2 separate regions of the Callithrix jacchus genome follow, and region 1 is linked to region 2. Evidence: chromatin contacts called from public Hi-C data. All regions are on one chromosome and are shown on one strand. Each heading gives the region's core, a stretch centred on a gene start, on an enhancer-like site or on the middle of the called end of the contact. The rest is flanking DNA. Distances are from core to core; before and after follow the strand shown. Region 1 overlaps LOC118147344 (a long non-coding RNA gene). Region 2 overlaps LOC103787991 (a long non-coding RNA gene).

Region 1 (5,171 bases), core at 1,028-3,527, 83 kb after region 2:
CCAAGATTCTCTATCCAAGGCAGTAGCTCTCTTGGCTTTCAGCCTTTGAAGGGTCAGCACAAGTGACCTGCATTTAGCTGGTGTGCTCCCCATGGTGTGGCTCTAATCCCTTGGACTCTGTCCAGAGAGAGACTCTACCCTCTTCCAAGGATGGATGACTGAGAAGGGAGTGGCAGCCCAGAAAGAGGGTGGTGAGTGCAGAGGGCAGGGGTCCTCCATGCTCCCTCATACCCACTGTCCCTGAGCCCCACAACTGTGTCTGTGTGTGCAGACCCTGGTCCCAAGGAAGTGGCCATGGCTTCTTCCAAAAGGCACATGCCCATCCAGGACCCAGGCTAGCATCCATGTCCCCTCACCCGTCACCCTGTGGCTCCCCTGCTCACTCCCATCGACACTCTAGAGAAGAAGCTACTGACAAAGAAAACGTTCAAAGATTTCAGAGTTAGCAGCAAATCAAAGTCCTGGGGGCCCTGAAACTGACATGGTAGAGATGCGGGGCACCTGCCCTTGAGATTCTGGGAGAATTGGCCTCACTCTGATCACTTACACACTTTTCTTTCATGTGTCTGCCTCTGAGCACCAGTTCCTACTGCACTGCTTCAGTGGGCAGACAGAGTGCCTGCCCCACACTCACGGCCTACAATTCACCCCTTTCCTTCACTTCCCTGTCACGGGACCACTCACACAAGGCCGGCGTGTGCGAGGCAGGAGGGCTTTGCCACAGGCCCACCCAGTGTCACCCACTAAGGAAGCCCAGGCAGCCCTTCCCCGGCAGAGGCCTTTGTGAGGAGTTTCCCTGGGCTGGGCCACCAATCTGAAGGGCCCCGAAGTGTGTCCGTGTTAACATTTCTTCACTCAACAACCACAGGCCCCACTCTGTGCCAGGCACCGGGCTCACCCAGGCCAGGCTGTGCACACACATACCACACTCACACACCCAAGCTGGACAGGGCCCCCACTCTCTTGCAAGAACTGGACAGAACTCACACTTGTGTTCACACCCAGTTGGGTCACCCTGGCATTCATTCGCTCGTCTGGACTGGCCAAGGTCCTACTCAGTGGGTTTCTGCCTCTGCCCACCAGGATGATCCCCACACCAGGACAGATGTCACTTTTGTGCCAGGGAATAAGATACCCCAAGGCCCACCGGAGAGGCCGGGGTCACTCTGGGCAGGGTGTGAATGGGGGCTGGGACCCAGGCTATTGTAGGGCCTGGCCTCTGTCACCCGGGTCCATCTGTCACTACACGCATCTGTCCCCCGGGTCCAGCTCCCAGTTGGCCTGTGTGCAGGGAGCTGTCCTAGGCTGACACGGTGCTCTTAGGTCAGGGGACTCCAAACACAGAAAGGAGGCCTAAGAACTCCCAAATGGGCGCGGTGGCTCAAGCCTGTAATCCCAGCACTTTGGGAGGCCGAGGCGGGTGGATCACGAGATCAAGAGATGGAGACCATTCTGGTCAACATGGTGAAACCCCGTCTCTACTAAAAATACAAAAAATTTGCTGGGCACAGTGGCGCGTGCCTGTAATCCCAGTTACTCAGGAGGCTGAGGCAGGAGAATTGCCTGAACCCAGGAGGCGGAGGTTGTGGTGAGCCGAGATGGCGCCATTGCACTCCAGCCTGGGTGAAAAGAGCGAAACTCCGTCTCAAAAAAAAAAAAAAAAAAAGAACGTCCCAAATGTGAAAGGGATTCGGTCCTGGCTGCTTGACCCCCCAGGCCTCAGCCATCTCTCCACTGGAAGCCTCTCTCCCCAGCACCCCTGCCTCCAGTCTCTTCCACACCCAGGGCCTCCCTCCCACCTGCCATGATCCCCTGATCATGCTGCCAGCCTCTCGTCCTAAAACGCCTGCTTCATCAGGCAACTCCCCTTCGAGAATCTTCAAGAGACCTCTGGCCTAAGGATGAGCTCTGGCTGGCACTAACGCCCTCGGGATGAACCGGAGCTGATTCTCCTGCAGTAGCCGCCTCTTTTTCCTTCCCAAGCTCTCCCTGGACTGGCGCCCACAACGTCATTCCATAGAGGCTTTGCTCTTTTGCAGCTCAGCCTCTTTAGCAAAACTTTCCTGAGCTCTTCTTTCTTCCTTCTCCCAAACGTCCTCTTTTCCTCCAGCTCCTCCCCACCCTACAGGGCACAGCTAAACTTCCACCACTTCTAAGAGGCCTTCCCTGGAGACATAGCCCCCAGGGAACCTCCTCGCTGCCTCCACACCTACTCTGCGCTTTTCCTCCCGTGACACCCCGTCTCCTGCTGGGGACTCTGCTCTCCTCGGCTACATTCGGCTTCCCAGGGCTATCTCCTCTTCCCGGAGGAAGGTGCCGTGGGCCTCCCTCGCCCCAGCCTACTCCAGCCACACAGTTTGTGTGAGTGTCTCTCCCTGGATGCTGTGTGTCCCCAGCCGGCCCAGCTCCCACCCCGACGCCGCCCCTGCGGAGGCATCTGCAGCGGCGGGGGGGTGCCTCGAGGCTCCCAGTCAGGCCGGGGCCTGCTCCGCACATTCCTTCGGAATTAAACAAGGGCCCACTGGCTCCAGGCTCCGCAGGGTGAGGATCATCCGCTTTGCTTTTCTCCCTCCCCAGGCAGCAAGGCCCACTTGCTTCCAAAGGAAAGTTCTCTGGGCAATGACCTCAGCAGCCGCAGGGAAGGGTGAAGGGTCACATCTGTGGCCATTTGGAAACCTGGGTCAAGGCCTGAGACTCTGCCCTGGGCCCCTTCATGCCTGGTGCTCGTTCCGCCATCCACCTCCCGCGCCCACACACACATGCACAGGCACAACACACACACACAGACACACGAACACATGGAAACACACACGCACAAATGTAAGCGTGTACCCAGACATAAATGTGTGTGTACACACAAGATACACATGTAAACACACAAAGACAGGCACACAAGTATAACCACAGATACACATGCAAAGGACACACATATATACACAAGCACACGCTTACAAACACACACATGAACACGCACGCCCCAATGCTGCCATTGACTGACCCGAGGTGGGCTGGGTGGCCTGGCCACAATGACAGGGCTGAGTCTCTGGCAAAAAGCCCACCCCTCCTCTCCCCAGAGCAGTTCGGAAACGGGGCAGAGCTGAGATTTGAAGCATGGCAGATCATTTTTCACAGTTCACCTTTAAACAACCTCAGCCCAAAAGACAGAGTACTTTTTACCAAAGACCAAAAACAAAAACAAAACAAAAAAAAAGATTTCCCATCACACAGCCCCCAGCCCACGGCTGTGTATAGTGAGAGAAACAGCCAACTGGAGTGGGAGGAGGGAGGAGGGAGGGTGCAAGGCCAGGCCGAGCTGCCACACAGCCCTGGGCTTCTGGAACAGGCCACAGCTGCCACGTCCGCTGGGTGGATGGCAATGTGGGAGGGCTTCAGAGTGTCTCCCCAAAAAATGTGCTCAACGCTCGGCTCCAATGGCACCCCCTACACCTCTCCTTGCTCTGCGGATCCGTCTCCCTCTGCCTCCACTTCTCCTAACCTCCCTCGCACTAGCTGGCCCATGAGTTTGAGGATCCAGGGACCAGGTGGTCCCGTGCACAAGGCAATGAGATAGGCAGTGAGACAGCGCTCTCCAGCAGACACAGATGGGTCCTCGTGGGGGAGTCTCAGGCAGTCACACCATCTCTACAGGTCCACAGAGCTCCCAGTTCCTGGATGGTGGGAACAGAGATGGTTTAAGGTCACTCCCATATTTCCTCCAGAGACCAGGCAGGCTTTGAGAGTAGATTGCTAGCAATGTCTGAGGAAACAAGAGAAGCCATAGTCCCATGTTCCAGCCCAGTCTACAAGGTTGTCGCAGTCACCTTCCTGAGACTTGGTCCATGAAACTGAGTCATATGATCCTGCTCAGATTCAGTGAGCGTGGCAAAATGCATCACATGGCCTACTCCAGGCCAGCCCAAGCCCTGGACCGTCACGGGGCCTGGCCACTGCCAGTCTCATAACTTGGCGCAGAAAAAGATGCTGCCTTTCTAAGGTATTTTATTTCCACTGGTCGGGAAGTTATTGTAATATACTGACCGTGTTAGAATAAGTACTTCAATGCCATCTGCAGAAAATATGACATAAGAAACACAGAAATTGCTCACTTTTTGGAGTCCATGAAATTATATAAAAATATGAAGATTTCCAAATAATAAAGCGTCCATGATCCCAGCAGCACCCCATCGCCTCTATCGCCCCTGCTCTGGGCTGAATTTTGTCCCCCTAAGAGCCATATGGTTGAAGTCCGAATCCCTAGCACATCAGAAGGAAGCTGTATTTGGAAAGAGGGCCATTAAAAAGGTGTTAAGTTAAAACAGGGTTGTTAGGGGCTGGGCACGGTGACTCACACCTGTAATCCCAGCACTCTGGGAGGCCAAAGTAGGAGGATCACTTGAGCCCAGGAGTTCAAGACCTGCCTGGGCAATATAGCAAGATCCTTGTCGCTATGAAAATAAGTAAATAAATAACCAGGTGTGGTGACACACACCTGTGGTCCCAGCTACTCAGGAGGCTAGGTGAATGGATCGCTTGAACCCAGGAGTTCAAGGTTGCAGTGAGCCATGCTTGTACCACTGTACTCCAGCCTGGGCAACAGAATGAGGCCAACTAAAAAAAGATGGGCTTGTTAGGGTGGACACTAATCCAGTCTGCGTGGCGTCCTTGTAAGGAGAACAGCTCAGGACACACAGGGAGACAACAGGGGCACGCCTGCACAGAGGGACAAGCTGTAAAGAGGCAGTGAGAGGGTGGCTATCCGCAAGCCGAGGAGAGATGCCTCTGAGGAAATGATCCTGTTGGCACCTCGATCTCGGACATCCAGCCTCCAGGACTGAGAGAAAATCAACGTGTGTTGCGTAAGTCTTTCAGTCCGTGGCATCTGCTCTGGCAGACAGAGCTGGCTAACACACCCCTTCCCCAGCCAGCTACTGTACTGGTTCATGCCCCCCATCCCCTTTGCCTCCTTCAAAATAAAAATCTATGTAGGCCTCACACCTGTAATCCCAGCACTTTGGGAGGCTGAGGCAGGTGGATAACCTGAGATCAGGAGTTCAAGATCAGCCTGGCCAACATGGCAAAACCCCATCTCTACTAAGAATACAAAAACTAGCTGGGCGTGGTGGGGTGAGCCTGTAGTCCCAGCTACTCAGGAGTCTAAGGCGGGAGAATCA
Region 2 (4,902 bases), core at 1,666-4,165:
TCAGAGGCCAGTCTCTCTCAGCACCCAGAGGCACGGGGAGTGACACCTGTGAGCCTTCCCCCGCCACCATGGTGGGGGGGTCACTGAAGTGCAGGTCTGGCCACCTCATGACACTGGAGCATCTGTCTGCCCAGAATGCTTTAGGGACTCGCAGAGACCCACCTTTCTGCTCCCTCCATGCCCTTCCATCGCTGCTTCTCCTACCCCCACCGGAGGCTCCTCTCCCCTCTGCCCCTGGGAGTCAGCTCACTCAGGGTCCCTGCTGTGTCCACTGCCCTCCCTCCCCGTGAAGCTTTGATGCGCTCCCTGCATCTGACAACTGATAATGGGCCGGACTGTCTGTGGTCAACTCATCACCACCATCCCTTTCCAAGGTCGTCTCTGTGGCTCTGAGAGAATCTTGGAACTACAATTCCCAGAACACCCTGCTTCTGGAGCTACATCTTGTTCTGGCTTGGTATTTGGCAGGTGGAAGAGAAGGAAAAGTCATTATTAAATCTAAATCAGATGAAGAGCTTTCTATAAAATGCACACCAGACTTTGAAGACTTTCTAAAAAAAAGTGTTAAGTATCTAATTAATAATTTTTATATTAATCCCATATTGGAATGATAACCTTTTCTGATATATTGGGTTAATAAAATATAATAAAACTCATTTTGTCTTTTTTGGTACTTTTAAATGTGACTGCTGAAAAATTCTGAAGTACATAAGTAGTTCACGTTAGAAATCTACTAAACAGAGCTGATTTAAAGTATGCTTGGGGGCCGGGTGCAGTGTCTCATGCCTATAATCCCAGCACTTTGGGAGGCCAAGGTAGATGGATCACTTGAGGTCAGGAGTTCGAGACCAGCCTGGCCAACATGGTGAAACCCTGTCTCTACTAATAATACAAAATTTAGCCAGGCATGGTGGCTGAGTCATGAGAATCTCTTGAACCTGGTAGGCAGAGGTTGCAGTGAGTCAAGATTGTGCCCTTGCGCTCCAGCCTGGGTGCCAGAGTGAAACTGTGTCTCAATAATAATAATAACAACAACAACTACATAAAAAAATAAAGTGTGCTTGGGGATAGAAGAGGCACACACAAAGCCCTTCATAGCCACATGAGACAATAAATAGTATTACATGTTGAATGGAGATTACTGCCACATGAGCGTGGTGCAGACATTGAGAGTTAAGAGCTCAAGGGATAAAAGGAGGTCCCTGAGGGCTCCAGGTAGAGAAGAAAGGATGTGAAGGTAGGATGGAACCCACTTTGGAGTGGGGATGTGGACAGGGAGGACATGGATGGTGCAAGGGTATGGAGGCCATGCCAGGCAATGGATTCCACGGGCTAAGAGACGAATAACTCATGCCTGGCAAGATGCAAAGGCCACATGGTCTCAAGCAGGTGGGAAGAAATGGGTTATCAACTCCCCTGTGTCTACAGTCACAGCTCTATTCATTCTACCCATTGGTGCAAAGTGTTGGGTTAGGGAGGCAGACAGAAAAAGTACCGTCTGTGTGCTGGGAACATGGGCGTCATCTCCTAGGGTGCCTAGATCACAATGCACACTAAAACCCAAGCCCAATCAGCTCTTCCAGCTCTGTCTAGAATGTGGCTCCTTGAGAAGCCATGTTTTCTAGGAGTGCTGGGGCCAAGGATCTAGGCCCCATGGGGCAGGGTGCTCTCCCTGGTCCCAACCCCAAGGGCCCTGCCTCCTTGCCCCAGCCTTGTCCCAAGCCATTTCCTGGTGGTTGTAGACTTGAGTCAGGGGAGAAGTCACAGGAGGAAAAATGTTTTCCCTTCTGAGCTGAACTCACTCCATCTGTACATTATGGAGTATGGTGGAGAGGTTGTGGGGAAATAGGAAGCGGCCGCTTGAGAGTGCTTGTGCTTGCATTTTGCAGAATTTCTGGCATGGTTGTCCCTGGTCAGCTTTGAATCTGAGAAAAGCTGGGGCCTCTATGGCCGTGGCCTGGTCCTGTGGGACGGGCCTCCTGGAGCCAGGTGATCTGGAAATGAGTCCATATTGGATGTTGAGTCATTTTGGGAAGGGCTAGCTGTGGTTTTCAGGCCCCGATAAAAGGCTGCCCAGATATTAGACCAAGAGGAGCCCAGGGCCTGCCAGGCCAGAGCAGGTGCCAGAGCAGGCTGTGCTGCAGCCCAGAAAAAACTCTGATTCTAAAACCCTGACTCTAAAAGTGCTTTGCCTCCAAGGGTCTGCTTGTTGAGGGACTTTTGAAAACAGGAGAGCTTTTCCACCATTGCCTCAGGGGCCTGCGGCCTTGCTTACAAAAAGAGTTAGGCAGCAGCACAATACATCCTTCCTAAGCACCTATCTTCTACCCAACCCAGAAGCAGGCACAATGCGGGGAACCAGGGGAGGAGCCGAGGTGCTTTAAGGCTCAGGGTAGAAAGAGCCTTCAGAGGCCACGGAGACCAAAACGCCTTTGGAAGTAAATATTCCTGCAGCCACATCCCTGGCTATTAGATGTGGTCTTTGTTCTCTCAGAACAAACAGTTTAACAAAACCGAAGACATAAGCGGTGTTTGGGGGACCGGCAGGGGGTGTGCAGCCAGGAGTGAAAGCACCAGGGGGTCCTGAGCCCAGGATGACCAGGGTGAGAGGGTGACCCGTGCGTGGGACTGCTGGTGTGAAATGGTTAAATAATAATCATAAAAAGACAGCAGGAGGAGGAAGAGGAAGGGGAGGGAGAGGGGAAGGGGAAGGGGAAGGACGAGATGATTAGAGAGGCAGCAAGTTCCTCAACCCCCACATCGCTGCTGCCTAAAATCCCACCATTACATTTTCATTTTGGGGGATTAAGTTTTGTGTTCTCTATTTTTGTCTTTCAAAATGAAGCTTTCCTTGCTGAGAGAACATGTGAGGGCCCAAATAGGAATAAGAGGCTGAAAATCCAATAGCAGGCAGATACAAGAGGAAGGAAGACAAACTCCACCAATGTCACAATTTTGCCGGAGATTACCCAGGTCGGCCAGCTGCTGGCCATGTCAACAGACAGGCTGTGGAAGTGCAGAGCAGGCAGGGAAATCGCTTTGGCCTAGGGGGTCAGAGGAGGCTTCATAATCTGTATGTGTCTTTACCTCCATCGATCTCAGGAAAACCCTGCCATTTCCCTTTGTTTCTCTAAAGTTCAGCCCTCCAAACAAATCTCCAACATCTAAAGAGAAGCAAGGTCACTCTGACGCGATGGGTTCCTGTTGGCTTATACAGTTTCTTCTTTCCAAAGAGCCTGCTGGAGAAAAGCCCTTGAGATTTCACAGCGAAATTGTGAAGATCCTGGGCTCTGGAGCCAGGCCCCACCCGCTGCATCTATGACCTTGACCTCCATCTCTCTGAAGCCCAGTTTCCTTATTTGTACAATGGAACCAGTGAGAGTACAGTCATGCCTTGGTGTCTGTGGGGGATTGGTTCTAGGACCCTCACTCCCCTGAGGATACCAAAACGTGAGGGTACCCAAGTCCCTGATATAAAATGGTGTAGTATTTGCATATAACCCACACACACCCTCCCTGTGTTTTAGGTCATCTCTAGACCACTTCTAGCTCATGCAATGTAAATGCTATATACGTAGCATAGTTGCTGTCCTAAATAAAGACTGCATTTCCCAGCCTACCTGGCAATTGGCAGGGCCATGTGATTAGGTTCCGGCCAAAGTGACATTAAAGGGAGGAGAATTCCCTTCTTTGCTTCCTCTGGCTCACTGGACTCTGGAGCCTATACACACAGGATAATGACAAGGAGGAAAAGTCTTTTCATGTTTATCACAGATGCCACCATCTTTTTTCTTTCTCAAATAGGGTATTATCAATCCATGGTTTGTTGAATCCACAGGTGCAGAGCCCACAGGTGTAGTGGCCTGACTGTACTTATTTCATAGGATTGTCATGACAGCTAAACTATAAAATGCACTTGAAGTACTTAGAATGCCAGGGACTGGGTGTGGTGGTTCACACCTGTCATCCCAACATTTTGGAAGGCTGAGGTAGGAGGATCAATTGAGTCCAGAAGTTCAAGACCAGACTGGGCAACATAGCGAGATCTCATCCCTACAAAAAAATTTTTAAATTAGCCAGGTGTGCTGGTACACACCTGTGGTCTCAGCTACCCAGGAGGCTGAGATGGGAGGATCGTTTGAGGCAGGAGGTCAAGGCTGCAGTGAGCCGTGATCATACCACTGCCCTCCAGCCTGGGCAACAGAGCAAGACCCTGTCTTGGAAAAAAAAAAAAAAAAAAGCACCCTCGGCATTATGCTTGATAAATGTTGTTATGATAATCACTGATTTTCTCCAACTAGCCAAAGAATTCCTTGTCTACTGAACCAGAATGATCTTCACATAGTTCTTCCATTAATTCGATACTTACTTTCTGGGCACCTCCTGTGAGAGGGAGGCTTTTCTGTCCTCAAGGAATGTACAACCCAAGTAGGAATGGTGAGACATCATCTCAAAGAACTACAACATGGTACAGGGGACGGGAACGTGTGTTGAACCTACAACGCTCCTGTATCAGTTAGGATTAGATCTGGCTACAAGCAAACTGAAAAGCCAACAGGATGGTGTTTTAAACAAGGTGAGTTTTTCTTCTTCTGTAAACAAGCTCAAGGGGCAAACAGTCATGGGCTGGTGTCATGGCTCAACCCTCGCTAAGGATCCAGACTGTTCTCAACATGTGGCTTCTACTCCAGGACCCAGGATGGCACTTGAGCTCCAGCCTTGCTGTCCTCATCTTCATCCTTGCCATCATCTTCATTACAGCCACACTTCCAGAGCTTGTGCCAGGAACCCTTCTACTCACTCTGCAAATATGAATTCATGTAATCCTCACAGAATATCTACTATTATGTAGATATTCTTTTTATTCCCATTTTACTGCAAAGGAAACTGGTACAAAAGATT

What was found. Hi-C and Micro-C count contacts between places; a contact is called where the count stands out from the background.
Region 1: a contact with region 2 is called in a Hi-C map of induced pluripotent stem cells, with 3 times the contacts expected there. The contact joins two enhancer-like sites. A contact is called at or near these places in 3 of 3 Hi-C or Micro-C datasets (induced pluripotent stem cells and skeletal muscle).

Annotation. Positions count from the first base shown.
Region 1 is chr14:71,978,569-71,983,739 of calJac240_pri, forward strand. LOC118147344 (a long non-coding RNA gene) reads right to left here. Exons shown (of 4, transcript XR_004733640.3): 4 at 1-3,668. Among named protein-coding and RNA genes, the nearest start is that of TRNAI-UAU, 45 kb to the right of the region's middle. Within about 2 kb of position 2,278, at least 3 of the 16 cell types and tissues checked have an H3K27ac peak or open chromatin away from gene starts, as enhancers often do.
Region 2 is chr14:71,894,631-71,899,532 of calJac240_pri, forward strand. LOC103787991 (a long non-coding RNA gene) reads right to left here. Exons shown (of 4, transcript XR_613787.5): 4 at 4,561-4,802. Among named protein-coding and RNA genes, the nearest start is that of TRNAI-UAU, 130 kb to the right of the region's middle. Within about 2 kb of position 2,916, at least 2 of the 16 cell types and tissues checked have an H3K27ac peak or open chromatin away from gene starts, as enhancers often do.